Regions from separate parts of the Rattus norvegicus genome. Here region 1 is linked to region 2. The links are chromatin contacts, called in public Hi-C maps. All regions are on one chromosome and are shown on one strand. Each heading gives the region's core, a stretch centred on a gene start, on an enhancer-like site or on the middle of the called end of the contact. The rest is flanking DNA. Distances are from core to core; before and after follow the strand shown.

Evidence for each region. A called contact is a pair of places that touch in the nucleus more often than the background predicts.
Region 1: a Hi-C map of liver shows a contact between it and region 2, with 1.6 times the contacts expected there. The contact joins two enhancer-like sites. A contact is called at or near these places in 7 of 12 Hi-C or Micro-C datasets (Schwann cells, hepatocytes, kidney and 3 more).

Annotation. Positions count from the first base shown.
Region 1 is chr18:56,370,696-56,377,052 of GRCr8, reverse strand. No RefSeq gene overlaps it. Among named protein-coding and RNA genes, the nearest start is that of Synpo, 27 kb to the right of the region's middle. Within about 2 kb of position 4,477, at least 17 of the 93 cell types and tissues checked have an H3K27ac peak or open chromatin away from gene starts, as enhancers often do. A contact at or near this core is called in hepatocytes and liver, where this site is marked.
Region 2 is chr18:56,326,772-56,333,353 of GRCr8, reverse strand. It overlaps Synpo (synaptopodin), which reads left to right. Exons shown (of 2, transcript NM_021695.2): 2 at 4,503-6,582. The coding sequence starts at 4,838. Among named protein-coding and RNA genes, the nearest start is that of Myoz3, 13 kb to the right of the region's middle. Within about 2 kb of position 2,958, at least 56 of the 93 cell types and tissues checked have an H3K27ac peak or open chromatin away from gene starts, as enhancers often do. A contact at or near this core is called in hepatocytes and liver, where this site is marked.

The DNA.
Region 1 (6,357 bases), core at 3,228-5,727, 42 kb before region 2:
TGGGGAGGGGAGCCTGGCAAGTTCAGCCATCAGACGATAGCATTAGCACTCAAAGAAAAAGATACCATCCAGTTCGTACCGGCCTCATCTCTGTCCACTGTGCCTGAAGTCTTCAAGGGACATCAGTGCGTTCCTGGAGGCTATAGAGGAAAGTTGGGGGGGCTAGAAGACAGAGAAGGGGGTAGGCAGAGCTGGCAGCATGTTTTGATTGCCCCACCTTTCCATGTAGGTTTCGATGGAAGATGTACCTTGAGGAAAAAATACTTGCGTCGAAAAATGTTGCTGGATCTTTGCTGCTACTGGACTTCTCATAGGAGCCAAGAAGAACCCTCTGGTGAGTCATGCCAGCTCAGGGTCCAGTGCCTTCACCCAAGATTGAGCAAGTGCTTCTCGAGTCTCCAGGGAGAAATAGGGACTTGGATGTTTTAGATGTTTGTAGACATTTAGTATGTTTGGATTGGAGTGGAGGCTGAAAAACTGAAGGGGAAGAAAAAAAAAAGACAACCTCCAAAAATGTCAGAATCACAAAGTGTTAATGCTTGGAAAGGTCTTGAGACACCATCTGCTTCTCTGCTTCATCCCTCCCTTCCTGACTTTTAATGAAGAAAAACTGAGACCCAGAAAGGGGAAAGAATTTGGCCCCGAGTCATTTAGCATCAAGGACAGTGGCAAAAAAAACGAGGTGAGTCCAGTCCGAGCTGCTTCGACGACTACAGTTTCTACACAGTCTGCTTGCTGGGGAGGCATGGTGTAGGGAGCTGGGGTGGGGGTGGGAACCTTGGGACAGGCAGACAGAGGTATGTGGGGCCCAGCTGCCTGCTGATAAGAGACCCCCAGTGCTATTCCAAAGGGATGTTTAATCAAGATGTATTTTCCCCTGCTGCAGACACTATTTTCTTTCTTATGTAGACTGTGCTGGCCTTCGAGATAAGGCGCCTAGACATGTTCGCACCGAGGCAGCCAAAACATGAGGCAGGAGGCAAAAAATCCCCTTCTCAATACCCCCCCTTACCCACTCCCCCTTGTTTCCTTTCATTCTCTCCAAGTTCTCATGCCCCTCCCCCCACAAGCTGACTGGCCTCTTCCGGCCTTCCAGTAAGTCAGCCCAAAGGAGCCAGGAAGGTATGTGGTCCAGCAAAAGTCAAAGGAGACACGTAGAGAGCCCCCCGCCCCCCACCTGAAGAAAAAGGCCTAGGCCCCAGGCTCCCCATAACCATAGAAAGTAGGGGATGAAGGGAGGGCAAGCCATTTGTAATATTACCCCACAGCCTCCTTCCTCATGCTATCCCCTCTATAAACGGAATGCAGAATAGTCTCCGGTTTAATCTGGAGGTGATTAGTGATCCCCAACCACAGTCTCCGCTTCCTGACCCCCGCTTCTGCCCTCCTAATCCAAGGCTCCTTGGGGACTTTTTGAGGAGGAGGTTACCAGCCAGTTCCCATCCAGCACTTCTCAAACATAAGAGCTCCTGCCAGAGACATCTGGGGTCCCGACCCAGCCAATCTCTCCCCATCACCCTTGCCTTTCTAGGCTTCAGTTCCCTCTGCCTACCAAGGAGGCTAGACAGAGAACCTGGCCTTGAAATCCCTCCTTTGGCTTCTGTGGAAGTCAATGTTCTATCTTGGGCTCCCTGGGCACTGGCAAGCTGGCTTTGTGGCCCCACATATCAGTTCACTGTCCTGCTCTGTCAGGAAGTCACCCCACCCTCTGTACATCTGGATGGAATTTACCCCCAAAGCAACTCCGTTGCTGTGATGCGATCGGGACAGCTCATGTGTCAGAGGGGGCCCTAGTGTGGACTGTTCTGCAGGGGTGAGGACTCCTGGTTCCTCTCACAGCTCTAGGTCTTTCTTGAGGTCTCTGGGGAGATAAGGCCTGGATAGCAGAGTCCCACTGAGCAAGGAGCAGAGACACAGTCAGGCTTGGTACTTTTGTACTGGTTCAAATACCCCATCCTGAAAGCAGGTGAGGGTGTAGAAGCTGGAGAGAAACATTGATTCATGAACGGTGCTCATGAAGCCAGTGCAAATGGGATTCTCCTTGACTCTCTCCTCATTCTGAATCCTGCTAGGGTATCATGATGGCTAAACTGGGGCTTGCAAGGGTCCAGCTTAAGTCCCTAGAACTTAAGGACCTTGGGTAATATCCTAGGAGCCCTTCTTTGGGAAATCAAGACAACACCTGTTGTTTTCCCGTGGCTTTCACCAAGTTGATCTAGTGGAGTCTCTAGGCTCTGGAACTTCCTGTCACTCAGTTACTACTCGAGATCTTCATTCTCAGGAGCCTTTTTGGCCTCTTTCTCTACCTGGACCAACACACCCAACATGACCTGAGCTTAAGTATTCTGGGCATGGTGCACTATGAGAATCTGGTGCCCCACAAAGTTAGACATCCTAGCGAGGGCCCACCAGGTTGCCTAAGGAAAGATGAACCGGCTTGGATGAGAAACAGCAGGTAAGATCACCTATGCTTAGTGCTGTCACATCTGTGACTTTCGGCCACAGACATGAGTTCCACATGGGCTGCACTGACTGCTCTCTGTCCATTGTCTCTGAGGACCTTCCCCAGATCAGTGGAGTGGAGAGCTAAATTGGGAGTAAAGCCCTGTCCTCAGTTCTGCTGCCTTAGAGAAAGAAAAATCCGAGGCCACACCTTCCTCCCCGAGGGGCTCAAAAGTCAGAGGACCCGGAGGCAGCCGGCCCTCGAGTCAGGTGATGTATTAGTGAGAAGCAAATGCTGAAGATTGTGGCCCCTCATGTACACCTGCTCTGAAAGGGACAAGCTGGGGCCAGTTGGCTTACAGCTTAGTCTCCTCCCAACTTCAAAAAATTGTCAGGAAAGGGACAGTGCTCACAGAACACTTCCCACAGCGCCAGCAGTCTGTGCTCTGCTCATGGCAGGATTGTTATCATTGTCTGAAATGACTATAATCAAGACAATTGCTCCTCACCTAGAAAATGTCCTAATGCAGAACCCAGCCCAGAACTCACAAGAAGCCTCTTTCAAAACGTCTCTGAGCTTCACCGACAGAGTTCTGTGCCTGTGCCCAGAGCTCATGGACCCCTCTCACCAGAAAGCTGTCAACAGAAGTGGGAAGGGACAGTGGAATGGCTGGCTTCCTGGAGACCAAAGGGACACCCAACTTGAGTGGAAAGTCTGAGTGTCAGAGAAAGGGAACTGAAGTGGGATCTTAAATGTCCCTCCCCCAGTATAGCCATTCATCTGGGGTGAAGGGAGGTGCTGCCTATGCATTGTTGGGGGGTCGGAATGGAAGGGGTGTTCCAGCAGACTGACTCTGAGATGGGTGAAGGTTACATTGAGGACCACCCAAGGGCAAGGAGACTAGTTAGGGCTTGTTGGAACCCAGATAGAACTTAATGTCGGGATCCAGACACAGCATGAAATTCCAGAGAAGGGTATCACCATGTAGGTGAAAGTCCTCTCACGTCCTTTGTCACTCAGAGAGATGATTCTGTCTACTTTGTTCATGGGGCACGGGGACATGTCCTTAGAGGGACTCTTGCAGGTCACTGATGGTAGGATGGAGGCTAAAAAGTCAGATCTCGTGCATTCAGGCCAATGTCCTTTATCACAGCTAGCTTTAGGGGTGCTGCCTAACAACAGGCAGGGTAGGCCCACAACAGGCTTCATTAAATGAAGTGGCATGGTGGTGGTTCTGCAGTCTCAGGACCAGGGTTGAGGGCAAGCGATGTATGAGTGACATTTGGGTCACAGTAGCCAGGTCTGGAGTCAGGAGTCCCTGACTGGAGGTCCAGGCTTGTACCATTCACCCATGTGACCCAGGGAAGGAGCACCCTGAGGCCAGTGACTACCAACAGAGATGGGTGGTACACTGTACTGCAAAGTATATCTTTGAAGGGTCTCGGAGCAGATGGAGGCTGAGACATCTGTACCATGTATGCATGGCTGCTACAAAGGCTTAGAAATGGCTGGAGCTCATGGCAGGGATTCAGGCAACCTATCATAGTCACGCATGTTCATCGTGGACTCTTGGTGTCATGCCCTGTGCTACTTAGTTAGACAAAGGGACGAGCAGACGGCTGGCAAGAAGAGACTAAGCTCCAACAGGAATGGAGGTGACTGAGCCCTGTGGCACCACTGCGTGATGCCATGCGAGGGTTTGCCTGAAGGGAACTGAAGGCCTGTTCAGTCACACAGTCACGCAGCAAACACAGGCTCCAGAGGGCAAGCGTCTGTTTTCTGGCCTCCCACTGCCTTCTCTAAGGTCGGGCCCTCTCTGGGCCCATTTCTCTTCCTGGAGGACAGAAAGAAAGCACCTGAGGAGTGGGAGCTGAACGGCCATAGAGGGGAACTTTCTTGCACCTGAGGCCTCCAGGCCTGTTGGGATCTGCCGGCCTAAAGGGGATTTCCTGGGGCGGGCCCTGTTCCTATCGTGACGACGGTGTCCTTGGATAGATGCCCAGAATGGGGGGTGTGTGTGTGCTCAAAGCAACGTTCCAGTGGGAAAAAGAGGCGGGCATGCTCCCAGCCCACATGCTGGCCCTGCCTCCTGGTCCTGAGGTCTCCCCACCTTTACCCTTGAGGTGAGGAAATAGGGCACCGTCTGTTGAAGGAAGCAGAACTGTCCCTTGGCTCAGGATCCTGATGTGTTTGCTGTGTGACCTCAGGCAAGTCCCTGCCTATTTCTGGGCCTTGGCCCCGGTTTGTACAGTGAGGAAGGCAGAGATTTCCAAGTTGTTTTGGAACTCTGATACTTGAGATCTGGCTGGGGGCTGGGGGTCCTGAGAAAGGGGATAGTATGGGACTGGGTTCCAGGGACTCGCCTCTCTCTATAGAGCTGAAGATGTGGAGGTACAAGGGTAGGTGGTGCAGGGGAAATGGAGCCCCAAGGCCTCAGGTGGCTCCAAGTGGGGGCCAGCCAAGCCCAAAGGCTTGGAAACATGTTTATTCTGAAGTGTCTGGTGTCACTGGGGCCATTTCTCTGGGGTTTGAAGTGCTCCAGAAGCCAGCAGGCTGCATGTGTGTGTTTGTTGAGTAGAACATGGGCTGTATTTATTCATCCTTTTCGCCTGAGCCCTTAAAAATATAGACGGCTAATGTCTTCAGTATGTATGAAATATCCCATATGCTCCGAAACAAAAGGGGCTCTGTTATTAAAGTTTCATTTCCACACGCCCCCTCCCCTCCCTCCTGCCCGCCCCCTGACACCCTGCCCTCCTCCCATCCCGTTCAGCCTGCTAGAGACAGCAGAGAGAGGAGGCAGGCGGGCAGGCGGTGGGCAGCGAGCTGCCGTGGACAGAGACCGGGCACCGCCGACTTCCTCTCCAGTGTGTGCAGAGTCCAGCTCCAGGTGAGGGGGTGCCAGTGGGAAAGGACTGCAGAGTTTTCCGGAGGAGAAATGTCCCAGGGATGTCCAGTGAGGAGTGGGAGCTGAGGTGGCCCTTCTCGTGGGCTCCTATGAAGCTGGGGCCCTGGCAGGGTCCCACTGTCTGGGACGGAAATGCCCGCTCTGCTGCTAACTGAAACCACATGTGCCTCCCAGGCAGCGGGACAAGGACACAAGCCTAGCCTGAGGCTTGGGACTGGGAGAAAGAAAAGGTGTAGGTTGGCGTGCGGTATGCTCCAGGGCAGGTTAAGGGCTCTGCAGGAAGGCTCTCTCTCTCTCTCTCTCTCTCTCTCTCTCTCTCTCTCTCTCTCTCTCTGTGTGTGTGTGTGTGTGTGTGTGTGTTGAGGCTCATCAGAGTACAAGAAGATGCCAAGGTTCTGTCTGTCTGTGTGTGTGTGTGTGTGTGTGTGTGTGTGTGTGTGTGTGTGTGTTCGTGTTCTTGCATGCATGAATGGAAGTGTGCCCATCTCTAAGTAGAAGTGTATTGACTCCCAGGGCTCACACAGCCTCTCTCCCGGCCCAGTGGGGGGTCCTCACTATAGGAGGCTCCTTTCTGCCCACTGCCCACTATGTCTTCTGAAGCCACAATCAGTATGCTATTGCTTGTAGGACCTCTGCCCATTCTCCAGCAGAAGACAGGGAGGGTAACAGCGGCCGCCTTTTGCCATCTGTTCTGTCCTTCATAGCAATCCTTCACCTTTAGGAACTTGGCCTTGCCACCATTGCCCTGGAAAGTAAGGAAATTAATTGTGAGTCTTGAGATGGCATGTTCATGGCTACCAAGAGGACGGGGGTTGGGCCTGTCTAGACCCAGACAGAAGGCATGGGTTGACAGGGGTGAAGGCTTGGGCTTGAGGAAAGACAGAGAGCCTCCCTGCTCCATTCTTTGGTCAGTAGAAACTTTTTTGAGGGCCAAGTAACCCGAGTCCAAGAACGTTTGTCCCTGAAGAATGAGCCTTGGAGGGGAACTTGCTTCCTATTCAGGTGG
Region 2 (6,582 bases), core at 1,709-4,208:
CTGTCCTGACCTCTCTGGCCTCTCCTCCTTTGCCTCAGATCCCCTCCCTTACTTCAGACAGGCTTAGTGATGAGCAGAATGGGGGGCTGCCTACAGGAAGCAATAAGGACTTGGAGAGAGAGCTTATACCTGCTACAGCTGGGCCGGGAATTTACTGATTCTAGCCTTAAGATCTTCCTACGCCACTGGCATTCCATTTCTGCCTTTGTGAGAATAAGGCTGTCAACTCTCCTCCTGAAAGAAAAAAGTGGTAGAAAGCAGCTGAGGGGTGTTGGTGGGGTGAGGAGACAGGGCTCTGCAGACTGTCTTCCAGGAACCTCGAAGCTTCCTTGATGTCCCTCCCACTGAAGCTCTGAGCCAGAAAGCCCAGTGGTTAAGACGTCTCACTTCCCAGTCGGACCTTCGGAGTCCAGAATCCTAACTGTGCCACTTAAAGTTGTTTGGCACTGGGTGGGCAACTCTGAGCCTGGCTATCATCTACAAAATGGAAGGAGTAACAACAGTATTATCATTTGGGATTGCCTTGTGGATGAAAATAAAATCCAAATCTGATAAGCATTTGGGGGCCATGTAGGGCCTGTACCCTAGCATCCCTACCGCCCTGGGGCAATGTTCTGTCTTTAAGCCTCTCCTCCACTCCGGATCTACCCCGTCCTACCTGTCCCCAGGTAGCTCTCTTCTCTTTGTCTACGCTCCATCCTTCTTTGAAGGCCTGTATTCAGGGCTGTTCTCTAGAGCTCTATATAGGCCTTCAGTGATCTAGGCTAGGAAAAAGGGCACCAACTACTGCAAGGGCAGCCAGGCAGTGAGGACTGCTGGTTCCTGTGGCCCTGGCTCACCTCTGATCTCTCTGAAACCAAGATGCACAATCTTAGACAAGTTTGCTATTGGCAGGGGTGACATTGCCTTAGGAGACTTCAGTTGGAACATCCCCTGTTGCCTGTGACAAGGGACCCTGGGGTACCTTTGGTTGGTCAAGTCCTGTTCTATCCTACCCCCATGATTGTGTAGGGTGACCAAAAATTGCCATGCTAGTAGTTGGCTGGGTTGACTCCAAACCTCTTGTTGAATTTCTTTTATGTGCACTGCAGCTGGCCCAGGGTTCAGGACTCCACTAGAAGGGAGGCTAACACCCCCGCCCCAGGCCCTTTCTGCCATTCTTCTTGGAGCTTAGGGGCAGCTCTGATCTCATAGGAGGGGAGGGTCATCTAGAGCAATTCAGACTATGACTAGCCTGGCCGGAGGTCAGCAGTCTAGATCCTGGGCCATCTCCTCTTTGTGACCCTTGTTTTTCCTGAGCTTCCCAAGCTGGCTTCTCCCCAAGGGTCTTTCATACTGCCATTGGAAGCCAGAGGGTTGAGGAGTAGTGTGTATATGTGAGGCATGCGGGTCGGGCACACAGGACTGGCCCTGAAGCAGGAAAGTAAGGAGGAAGCAGCAATGTGCAAGGACATGGAGTAGCTGGACGTTCAAACACCAGATCACTTTCTATCTGCCTTACCCTGTGGGATCCTGCTAGCCAGTTACCTAGCTCTCTGCAAAGGTAACTCTGTACTGTTGGATAGCTCACCTTCCTGTTCTGGCCTTTGGTTTTTCCCATCAACACCAAGTGCACAATAGCAGGTTGTGCCCTATAGGGTCACAGTGAGAGGGGGGCGCAGGTAGCATGCACTTAATCAGTGCTAGCTGCAAATTGCTACAAGTGTGTCAGAAGGAACATTGGTGGGCCCCGTGTCCTGGGTCACACATGATGGGGTTGCCCCCGTGAATCTCTGCAGGACTGTCAGGTTGCAAGGAGAAGCTGTTCGCTGGTGTGGCCGGGGTTGGGGGTAGAGCAGAAACACACTAAGTCACGAGTCCATGCCACATGGGTGTGTCAATAAGTTTTGCACATGTAGGGGTGTTGGCTTTAGGGATGCAAGAATCGAGTGGAGAATTGTACCATGACAACCACCTCCAAGCTGCTGAGACTCTGTGGTGCTTCTCCATGTCTCCAGAGTCCCCTGATGTGAGGCTTTCAGGATCCTGATCTGTGCTGTGAATGAAATGTGCTTTGCAGGATAAGGATTGGGAAATGTCTGTCCTCATGAGCAGAGTCGGGTCACAGGGGCCTGCTGTTCCTGGGGTAGCATGAGCCTTCTTTGCCCTTTGCCCTAGACTTGATGATGTCAGATCCCTTGTACGTATGACCTCATGGAGGCCCCCAAACCTTTCAGAGCCCATGACTCTGAGAGAGGATAAGAGTTTGCCAGAGCCCTAGGGATAACCCAGCCGGAGAACTTGGCTTTGGGCCAGGAGACCTGTTTTAAAGCAGAACAGAGGAGGGAGACGGTCACTGCATGGTCCAAACCTTTCCTAAAGACTTTCCTGTGTGCCTGGAAACCTCATCTTCAGCTGTCCCAGGGGAGTGGTCTGGCTAAAGCCTTTATGTTTTACAGAGGGGGTAACTGGGGCAGAAGAGGAATACCACCAGGTGTTGGGGTACAGGTGGGGTAGGCTATGTGCTGTCGTTGTGGCATGAGGGGGAAGCTACAGGAGTAGTAGACTGGAGGATAGAGCCAGAAAGCCACGAAGCAAGGATTGTACCTGCTGACCCCAGCATGGGGGCCAGTCGACTTTGCCCTGGGATACTCTCTGGATCTCAGTTTCCCTATCTATAAAATGGGATAATGGTGAACTACCAATCTCCTCTATCGAGGCACTCCCATCTCTCAGAGTCCACGAACTCAGAGCCAGGCTGGCAAGATGCCTAGAAAGACTGTCCCTGGAGACCCATCAGCCTGTCAGGGCCAGGGCTAATTAGGGTGAGTTAGGAGAGAGGGCAGGGTCAGATTCCTCAAGAGCTAATTAGTTTCCCACAGTGGGGGAGGGGTTTTCTCAGCCACTGGGTAAGCTGTGACCCTGGTCATAGGCTGATCCCTCCAGCTGCCTGTGACTCATCTGTTCAGGCGACTATTTGTTTATTCATTGTTCAACAGCATGGCAGCCGGAGTGCGTGCCAGCTGGGCACTGTGGGCAGAAAGAAATGATTACCTCACTTGTTAGGAGGCCGACCAGTGACCTCTGTCCTTGCCATGTCCCACCGATTCTTTCCCCAGAAGGACCTTGAGCACAGCTATGGAGTGACTCAGCCTTTGCCACCTGGAGCTGTACGGCCTTGGGTCTGTCAGGAATCTCTGAACTTCTTCACACAGCTGCCCAGTGGCTGCCTCTCAGTACACTGGGGAGAACAAGATGAATGAACACAGGGAGCGTTGACATTAGCCCAGGGTATCACTTGGCTTATGTTAGCATGTACAAATTTTTAAATAATTATCTTAACAAAAGTGAGAGGAAAAAAATGGGGAAGGGTGTAGGAGAAACTGGATCGTGGTCTCTTGATTTGATGTGTTATAATTAGGGTTGGGGACACGGCTACTTTTTCATGTTTTTATTTTTTAGAACTAAAACGTGTTAACCATTTTATTTTTTGGAGACATTAGTCCTGGTTGTCCTGGAGCATGTTATGTAGACCGGGCTGGCCTAGAACTTGCAAAGATCCTCCTGCCTCTGCTTTCCCAAGTGCTGGGATTATAGGCATGTATCACCATGCCTGCATATTAATATGTTTTCCGAAAAAGAAGTCTTAGGGGCAGGAGAGATGGCTCAACAGGTAAAGGTACTTGCTGTGCAAGCCTGGTGTCTGAGTTTGATTCCCAGGACCCGTGTAAAGGTAGAACGAGACAAAATTATCCTCTGACCTCCACATGTGTAAACATGGTACATGCCTCCCCACATCAATAATGATAAATTTGAAAGGCCTTAAAAAACAACTTAGTGGCCCAGTTCTAAAATGATATCAAGCAAATGACCAAACTTTGAAAGTATAAAGAGAGAAATGCGTAAGGTGTCCTGGGCTTTGCACACTGGGGAATCTTTAGGGAATCTATTCTTGGAATTGAGGTCAGAAAGGTAAACACGTCAGACGAGGCCTTCGGAGCTGTGCTTGAGGTGAGGAGATGGATGGTCAGTCAGGAGATAAGCAAACTCGTTGATTTCGGACAGTGGTGAATGAGTGCTGTGCAAGAAGAGACGAGATCGGAGAGGAGACAGGAAGGCCCCTGAGGGGAGGGCGTGCTGTCGGGGAAGAGGATATTCCTAGCATATATGGGGCCTTAGCCTTGCCTTCCGGCCTCTTCCCCTTCTTAGGTAAAGAGGAGAGACAGAGTTGATGTAAAACACTCTCAGGGGGTGAGAGCGGTCAGTGGCCAGAGGGACCATGGGAGATGTAGTTGGAGGCATGACTCATTTGGAGAAGTGCTGTGTTACAACCTTCCAGGGCAGTCCAAAGGGACAGACAGGCTATTCTGGACAGCCAATCAGCTTCACCCTTGTATCTTCATGACCGCTGATTCTAGGAAACGGAGCAAAGATCAGATTTCAAAGAGATGTAGGAGGGCGTAGTGACTGACTGTCCGTCCGTCCGTACGTCCGTTTGCTAACCAGGCCTGTGTTCTCTGCAGCTTTGGGCCGGAGCACCAGCTTCACAGAAAAGGATCTGAAGGAGGCCAAGGAGAGGAGCCAGCGGATTGCAGCCCAGCTCACCACCCCTCCCAGCTCCAACTCCCGAGGGGTCCAGCTCTTCAACAGGCGCAGGCAGAGGGTGAACGAGTTCACCTTGGAGAGCCGAGGCCAGAGGTCACCAAAGCTCAGCCAAGAGGCCCTTCAAACAGGGCATCCTTCCAGCCCCATAGGCCATGCCCCAGGGCTTAGTGTGAATCCTACCTCTCCATCGAAGCCAGGCTCTCCAAAGCACTCCAGCTCCCAAAGCCCCAGCCGAGGGGTCCCTGGCCACATCATGGAGGGGTACTCAGAGGAAGCCAGTCTGCTGCGGCACCTGGAGAAGGTTGCCAGTGAGGAGGAAGAAGTACCATTGGTAGTTTACTTAAAGGAGAATGCAGCCCTGCTGACAGCTAATGGACTGCACCTGTCCCAGAACCGAGAGACCCAGCAGTCCTCACCAAACCCTCCTGAAACGGAGGAAGTGCCCAGCCCAGCTGCAGATATCAACCAGAACCCCTCCTCTCCCAATGCCACGCTCACCACAGCAGCCTCTAACAGCCACCACAACCAACCCACCGCTGATGTCAATCAAAACCCCCCAGCCACTATCACCCCTGTCCAACAAAATTCATCTGAGACACAGTGTTCCCCGAATGGCACGCTTGATTCCAAACCCAACACTCCAAGCGCTGATGATGGGCAGCGCCCGGTGCCAGCAGAGGAAGTGAGGTCCAGCATTCTCCTGATTGACAAGGTGTCCGCTCCACCATCTGCCGCCAGCCCCTTCTCTAGAGAAGCTACTCCCCTCTCCAGCTCTGGGCCACCAGCTGCAGATCTCATGTCCAGCTCTCTGCTCATTGGCATGCAGCCTAGCACCCTAGTGGCATCAGCAGAACAAGAGGTGTCTGGACATGCAGCTGTCACCACGCCCACTAAGGTGTATAGTGAAGTACATCTCACACTAGCCAAGCCTGCATCCGTGGTCAACAGGACCGCCAGGCCATTTGGGATGCAGTCGCCAGGGACTACCAGCCAGATAGAGCAAAGTCCCATGATGGGAAGACGACATTTTGGAGAGAAGGCCTGGGCTCCCCCAGCTAGCAGTATGGCGGATAGGAGTCCCCAGCCACAGAGGCACATAATGGCCCGCAGTCCCATGGTAGAAAGGAGGCTGGTTGGGCAGCGAAGCCCGGTTGTAGAGAGACGCCCCTTAGGAAACTTTACCCCACCCCCCACCTATGCGGAGACTTTGTCAACAGCCCCCGTGGCTTCCCAGGTTAGGTCTCCTCCCTCTTATTCTACTCTGTATCCCAGCTCTGACCCCAAGCCTCCCCATTTGAAGGGCCAGGTAGTTCCTGCCAACAAGACAGGAATTTTGGAAGAATCTATGGCACGCCGAGGCAGCCGGAAATCAATGTTCACGTTCGTGGAGAAGCCTAAGGTGACGCCGAATCCAGACTTGCTGGACCTCGTGCAGACAGCTGATGAGAAGCGGAGGCAGAGAGACCAAGGGGAGGTGGGCATGGAAGACGAGCCCTTTGCCCTGGGAGCTGAGGCCTCCAACTTCCAGCAGGAGCCAATAGCTCGGGACAGGTCCGGCCCTGCGGCAGCTGAGGAGACTGTCCCTGAATGGGCTTCCTGCCTCAAGTCACCCCGTATCCAGGCTAAGCCGAAGCCCAAACCCAACCAGAATCTCTCAGAGGCCTCAGGGAAGGGGGCTGAGCTCTATGCCCGCCGCCAGTCACGGATGGAGAAATACGTCATAGAGTCGTCAGGCCATGCGGAATTGGCTCGCTGCCCTTCACCTACTATGTCATTGCCTTCATCCTGGAAGTACACCACTAATGCCCCTGGGGGCTTCCGAGTGGCGTCCTTAAGCCCAGCGCGGACTCCGCCTGCCTCTCTCTACCACGGCTATCTGCCAGAGAATGGAGTCCTGCGCCCAGAGCCTACCAAGCAGCAGCCACACCAGATGAGGCCTTCACTCTATGCTCTGTCGCCGGTCAAGGAACCTGCCAAGATCTCATCACGTGCCACCTC